Linked DNA regions of Rattus norvegicus: region 2 is linked to region 1. The links are chromatin contacts, called in public Hi-C maps. All regions are on one chromosome and are shown on one strand. Each heading gives the region's core, a stretch centred on a gene start, on an enhancer-like site or on the middle of the called end of the contact. The rest is flanking DNA. Distances are from core to core; before and after follow the strand shown. Region 1 has its middle 17 kb from the start of Bhlhe23. Region 2 has its middle 33 kb from the start of Chrna4.

What was found. A called contact is a pair of places that touch in the nucleus more often than the background predicts.
Region 2: a contact with region 1 is called in a Hi-C map of frontal cortex, with 4 times the contacts expected there. The contact joins two enhancer-like sites. A contact is called at or near these places in 6 of 12 Hi-C or Micro-C datasets (the A7r5 cell line, Schwann cells, frontal cortex and 2 more).

Annotation. Positions count from the first base shown.
Region 1 is chr3:188,284,422-188,287,646 of GRCr8, forward strand. No RefSeq gene overlaps it. Among named protein-coding and RNA genes, the nearest start is that of Bhlhe23, 17 kb to the left of the region's middle. Within about 2 kb of position 1,465, at least 34 of the 93 cell types and tissues checked have an H3K27ac peak or open chromatin away from gene starts, as enhancers often do.
Region 2 is chr3:188,565,651-188,568,875 of GRCr8, forward strand. No RefSeq gene overlaps it. Among named protein-coding and RNA genes, the nearest start is that of Chrna4, 33 kb to the left of the region's middle. Within about 2 kb of position 1,776, at least 17 of the 93 cell types and tissues checked have an H3K27ac peak or open chromatin away from gene starts, as enhancers often do.

The DNA of each region.
Region 1 (3,225 bases), core at 215-2,714:
CATTTATTTGTTTGTGTGCACATGCACGTGGCATGGTCAGAGGACAGTTTCGGGAGTTGATTCTCGACTGCCACTGTGTCTCAGGCTCTCAGACTTGGTGGCAAGTACCTTTACTCGCTGAGTCTCACAGTCCTGAGAAATGGGGAGGAGGATGAGAGGGGCCAGAGTTATTTTATATATTCCATATAGGGACAAACTCTAAAGAATGTAAGGTGCAGCACAGCCGTAACAGCGAAGTAATACGCCCCTGCCTGTCTGTGTGCTTGCATGGGCCGAGCACTAGGACCTTGCTTGTGAGCCTGCTTCTCTACAGAGCTAGGTTCCCTCTGGACCTGGGAACAGCACCCTGGGTTCCTGGCACCCACAGTGCCCAAACACTAGCCAGCCTGAGTTTCATGGAACAAAGTCATAGGCCAGGGGTTCTCTGGGTACCTCGGGGAATGTAGACCATCACTCCCCTGCAGCTTAAGTCTCAGCAACTAAGAGAGGCTGTTGTTACTGCGAGGTCCTGCTGCTCTGCTCATCTTTCTGCTGATGGCTTCTTTTCAGACCCTTGACACCATTACCTTTAGAACATCTTTGTGGATTGGTTCTTCAGGCTTCTGGTGATATGAAGGGATCCTTGTCCCCACTTTCCCCCACAGAACAGGTATCTCTAGGCACCCTGTATCCGACAACAGACTTGTACTAGGGCTGGGACCCAGAGCTGTGGGCAGGATGATGCTGCTGCTCACGGTTGCTTGCAACTTATAATAAGCTGCCTTTGACGGCACCGTTACTGGGAAGAGTGCCCTTAGTCAGACAAACCTGGTGCCCCCATCCTATGGGGAGAGGGTCGAGTCTCCAGGGATGCTTAAGCCAGGTAAGAGCTATTGTGAAGGTTGTGTGCTGTTTATTCTGTGATTCTTTCTGATGCTTTGGGGTCTGCAGTATGGTCCTCCTGTCCCTGAGCAGGTCCAGCCTCTCTGCAGAGCCAGGCTGAGGTCTCTAGATGGAGGGAGGTACGACAGGCCCGTGGCAAGCTGGTGTCATTTCCGTACGGAATTTTACTCACTCTACCAACAAGCTTCTCCATCTCATTGCGAATGGAAACAACTCAAACGACCTTGAGAAGTTTCTGCTATCTTTAAGGTTAAAAAAAAAAATCCCTGTTCCAGGACCCAGTTGAAATATTTGAGAGTGAAAGTGCAGGGGCCCAAGGGAAGAATCCAGTGGTGACTGGCCAGCCGTCTGGTGGGCTGTCCTCCTCTTCCTGCCTTCAGCCTGCAGATCACCATGAGGCCTTTGATTCTTGGGTTCAGGGAAAAGTGACTGATTCCACTGCGTATTCTGCTCACTTAGGCAGCCCGGAAGGTGCCGATCCTACTGTCGCTGCTTTGAAGATGGCGCAAGCTAAGCCCATCAAAACAGGGCAGGTGTCTATTTTTAAAGCGGATGTGCGCAACAGAAAGCCTGCACCCCGCCCGCAGGCTGTCCAAATATAGCGTTCCTTCCTGGATCTCCACAAATGCCATCAGAGACCTCAGGCTCCCTGGAGGCTGCTTCCTCTCCATGCAAGTAAGACTTTTACATCCCCATGTGGAAACACACCCACCCGCTCAAACACCTTCTCTGCCTGCTGTGGCCTCTGAAAGGAATGTTCTGGAGCCCAGAGGACTTGATGGGGAACACAAAGCTCAGCTCAAGAGACTGCCAGAATGGATCCCAAGCCGAGCTTCAGCTGTGGCCTTAGGGACTCCTAGCAGAGTTGGACAGAGACACTTGGCTGAGTTCCTTTCGGCTTTAGCAATAGCCATTTAATCTCACTCAGCCCTGCCGTGTCAGCAGCCTTACTGCCGGAATTGAGCCACATCTGGGGGACACGCAGCCAGACACAGCAAGTATGAGATGGGGACAGGATGCTCAGACCTCTCTCCAAGCAAGCTGCGTGCTCACTGCCACAGTGGCAGCCTGCAATGGAGGGGAACCTGTGATCCTGCTGACACACAGTTCTTTCACTTCCTTTCCTCCCTGCTAAGCCCTGGGGGCTGCACACATGCTAGGACTCTAGAATGTTTCTTTGTATCCTGAGGGGGTTTGCAGAGCCGGTCCTTCCCAGTGAGGAATGGGCTGCTGGCTCCTCACTTTCCTTTCTAGTTGGGAGGGTCTGTGAGCAGCAGCAGCAGCAGCAGCAGCAGCAGCAGCAGCCCCACTAGATTGGAGCGGTCCTGACCCTGCTGCACACAGGGACCTATCCCCAGGTCACATGGTGGGCAAAGTTTTATCACTGGGGAAAGGGTTTCCCAGGTCTCTGGTGACACAGACATTCTCTTTTGATCTGGGCAGTGTAGAGGTCTCCTGGGATCCACTCCCGACTCCTCCACCATCCTGAGACAGTATGTGCATCATAGTTTTGTGTGTAGTAGTGGTGTGTGTATGGTGTAGTATGTTGGTGTCTGTGTGTGTGTGGTGTGGTGTGTGGTATGTGTATGTAGTGGTGTACGTATCTGTGTGTGTGATATGGTATCTAGTATATGTGTGGTATATGTGTGTGTGATGTATATGTGTGGTATACGTGTGTGTTTGTGTGTGTGTGTGATGTATGTATGTGGTATATGTATGTGTCTGTAGTGCAGTGTATGTATGTATGGTAAATATGTGTTGTGTATGTGTATGTGTGTGGTGTAAATATATATGGTATGGTGGTGTGTGTGTTGTGATGTGTGTGGTGTCTGTATGTGTGTGTGGTGTCTATATGTGTGTGTGTATGTGAGATGTATGTGTGTGGTGTCTGTATGTGTGTGTGGTGTCTATATGTGTGTGTGTATGTGAGATGTATGTGTGTGGTGTCTGTATAAGTGTGTGGTGTGTGTGTGGTAATTGTGTATTATGTGTGGTATATGTGTATGTGTGTGTGGTGTATATGTTTGGTACGGTGTAGTGTGTGTGTGTGTGTGTGTGTGTGTGTGTGTGGTGTGTATGTGTGTGGTGTTGCTCGTCCACTGAACTGGAAGCCATTTCAGGTAGTCTGACACATGTAGATGTGCCCAGCTTTTTATGTGGATGCTGGAGATTCAAACCAAGCCCTCGTGTTTGCTCAGAAAGCATTTTTATCCATACAGCCATTTCCCTAGCACCCTCACTTCCTCTATTTGATGTCCAAATCCAGGTGGGTTGGTATGGAAAATAAGGAGTGGTGGGGGGGGTGGAGGCTGTCGCTTCTACTCCGGGGGAAATGCTGCTTCC
Region 2 (3,225 bases), core at 526-3,025, 280 kb after region 1:
AAACAAACAAAGAGAGAGAGAGAGAGAGAGAGAGAGAGAGAGAGAGAGAGAGAGGCTTTCAGTCTGAATGTGTGTATATGTTGAGAGGGGACAGCATGTAAGGAGTTGGAGGGAGAAAGGGAAAACATGCAATTCTGTTTCAATTAAACGGGTATTTAAATTTTTTAATTGAAATAAAAAGTTAGTTATCCCCTTCGTAAAGAACTGTCGTTGAACGTGAGCTAGGAAGCAGCGTCCTCCATGGGTTCCCTCCAGTTCCTGCCTCCAAGTTCCTACCCTGGCCTCCCTCCCTGTAAACCAAGTTAACCCTTCTCTCCCTAAATGGTTTTCAGTCAGTGTTTTCTCACAGCAGCGGAGAGCAAACTAGAATATGAGGTTATTTTCTACCGGATGAGGAGGGGGAGAGAAATGAAGCCAAATGGAATAAAAGCCAACACAGGCAACAGAGACGGTAGATCTGACTTCCCTAGTTTCCACTGCCACAGTGAATGAGCACACAGAGGCTGAACAAGTAACTCTGCAGCTCTGCTCCGAGAGATCCCATCACATGCCTCCCAGTAGCTCTCCCAGCTTTCAGCAAGGCAAACTGGATCCTGGGCCATGAAAAAGCCTACGGTCAGTTGAAAAAGAGCAGAACTCACACGAACTGTGGTGTAATATATATATAAACAGACATATGTATACATCATATACATATGCACAAATGCTTATACATATGCACATGCACATACATATACATCATATGCATACTCATGTCCACATATAAATACACACACATACATGTACATCAATCCATACCCATACACATATACATCATACACTACACATCACAAAACATATACACATCACACATCATACACATCATATACACATACACATATAAATACACACATACATATACATCAATCCATACGCACACACATATACATCATACACATATGTGTCATATGCATGATGCATCATATACACATACACATATGCATTCAATTAAGCTAGATGAACTAGTGGCCCCACAAGAAGCCACAGAAGGAAAGCTTGAGGAACATAAGTAAATACTTGGAACTGAAATGAGATGCACGGATAGAAAGGGAGGGAGGCAGGTACTGTGGTGCTGAGAGGAAAAGACACACACAGCATCTGAACGAGGCCTGCATATAATGGAATATAGTTCAATATGCAAACTGAGCTCTCACTGAAAGAAACTGAAAGGAAGAGAAAAATTAAACCTAAAAAGAAAATGGAGAAGCAAGGATTAGAGCAGAAAGCAGTAAAATTGGCAATAGAAAAACAACTATCAATCACAGTGGATCACCTAACGCCTCAACAAAGAAGGTGGGGTGGTAGGTACTGAATGTATTCCAGAACCAGGGAAGGGAAAAACAGAGACAGTCCTACTAGAAGAAAGATGATGGGGAAGGGAAAATGTGTGGGGAAAGAGGTGAGCTCAGAGTTTACCAGAAAAAAGGTGATCTTAACAGCACAGCGGGAGCTGTGGGAAGGAAAGGGAGCTATAATATCCTCTAGGGGCCAAGTTCTCCATGTCCACTAGGTTCCTTTGGGGGATAGCAGTGGGCAGGTGTGAGCTGTCCATCCTGCACAGCCTCAAAGGATCGTCTGCCAGCAGCAGCAGAGAAGTTAGCAGGAATCCATTCCAACGCAAATGTAAGACCCACGTGTGAGAGAAAAATAGCAGCTTTGAATGTCAAGTAAAGCCTCAGATGCAGCTGTCTGGCTCTGAGCAGGATTAGGAGCGAGGTCTGCAGCTCCCTGTGAGAGCCCCGCCTCTATGGGCTGAGAGACTCCGGGCTGTGGTAAGCGAGATTCAGGCCACCTTATATCTGACAACCCCACCATGAGAGAGATGTCTACTGGCCCTGAGAGGAGCAGAAGGCCAGGGGCCTTCCCTGTAGCAGGGCTGTAGCTGGTACTCAATACAACACCATCACAAGTCTATTGTCCTGGACATTAGTGTTCCAATGCCCTGACATCAGTTTCCCAGGCCCCGAGTGAGCAGGCTCGTGTTTGGGGTCCCTTTGTTATATGTGCTTTGTGTGTTGTATGTGCTGGCGTTATAGGAGGCCATGGAATCAGGGGTGGGTACAGAGCCAGCAGCTCTGGCTGAGGTTCAAGCTGATAGGAGCTAGGAAAAGTAGCATGTGCCTTCAGACGCTTACAGAACACCAGGAGGTAATTTTAAAAAGCAACAACAGCAACAACAACAACAACAATAACAAAATCCTCTTAGGCCCTAGGGGCCAAAACCCCTAATCCAATTCCCTACTTCCAGTAGTCAGTGCCCTGGCCTGCTAGGATCTGCATACGAGGCCAGGAACAGTTTTCTTTCCAGACACTGGACCACAAGGAAATCAAGACAGCTGACTCTGGAGGTTAGGCTCCAGTAAGGTCAGGTCCTGTGGCTCTGAGGAGAATATCAGTCCTACGCACCCCAGGGAGGGGCGTATCAGGCAAGTAAGGGGTGGAGGCCCTCTGGGATAGACTAAGAGCGTGAGTACCCAGAGTATATATGATTCCGGACAATGAGAGAGAACAGACAGCAGGCCCCGTGTAATCTCCTCAGCTCATCTGTCCACTCATCTCCATCTTGGATCTACTAAAGAGCCTGAAGCCAGATCCTGAGGGATTCTGAGGGTAGCAAGAGGATGCCAGAGAAACGGGCTCTGTAACTCCCCTAAGTGAGAGCCCCATGGTAGGTATGGCAACAGACCCCTGGGTAAATTTGCCTCGCCTGAGCATTGGCTCTGAGTGCTGGACATTCATTGGCTCAGGCCCATGTTGATTTCAAGGTCTAGGTTTAAGCCCCACCATCCAGGATCTGTCTGCCATGCTTCAAGACCTTCTGTAGTCTACAACAGAAGCTGGTGATTCCCATGCCTGCCTCTGGCTCCTGTGCCCCGACTGAGTGGTGTGACTGGTGTGGCTACCCAAGCCTTGTCAGCCTGGCTGAGAAAGACGGGAGCGGGCAGCTGTGCTCTGCCTGACCTCCTGAGAGGCAAGTTCCAGCAGTCCAGATTCATCTGTTCAGAGCACTTCAGGATCACGTGAGACTGGTGGTAGGAGTCTTCGCCTGGTGAGCACTGCCACCTGGTGGCCTTCCTGGGTGTTGCCTCAACTCCAACATTGAAAGTCATCAGGGGCATTTATCCCAGAGAGGTCCCCGCAATTGGCCTGCGCCATAAACCCTAGGAAATTATTCCCCACCTGCCT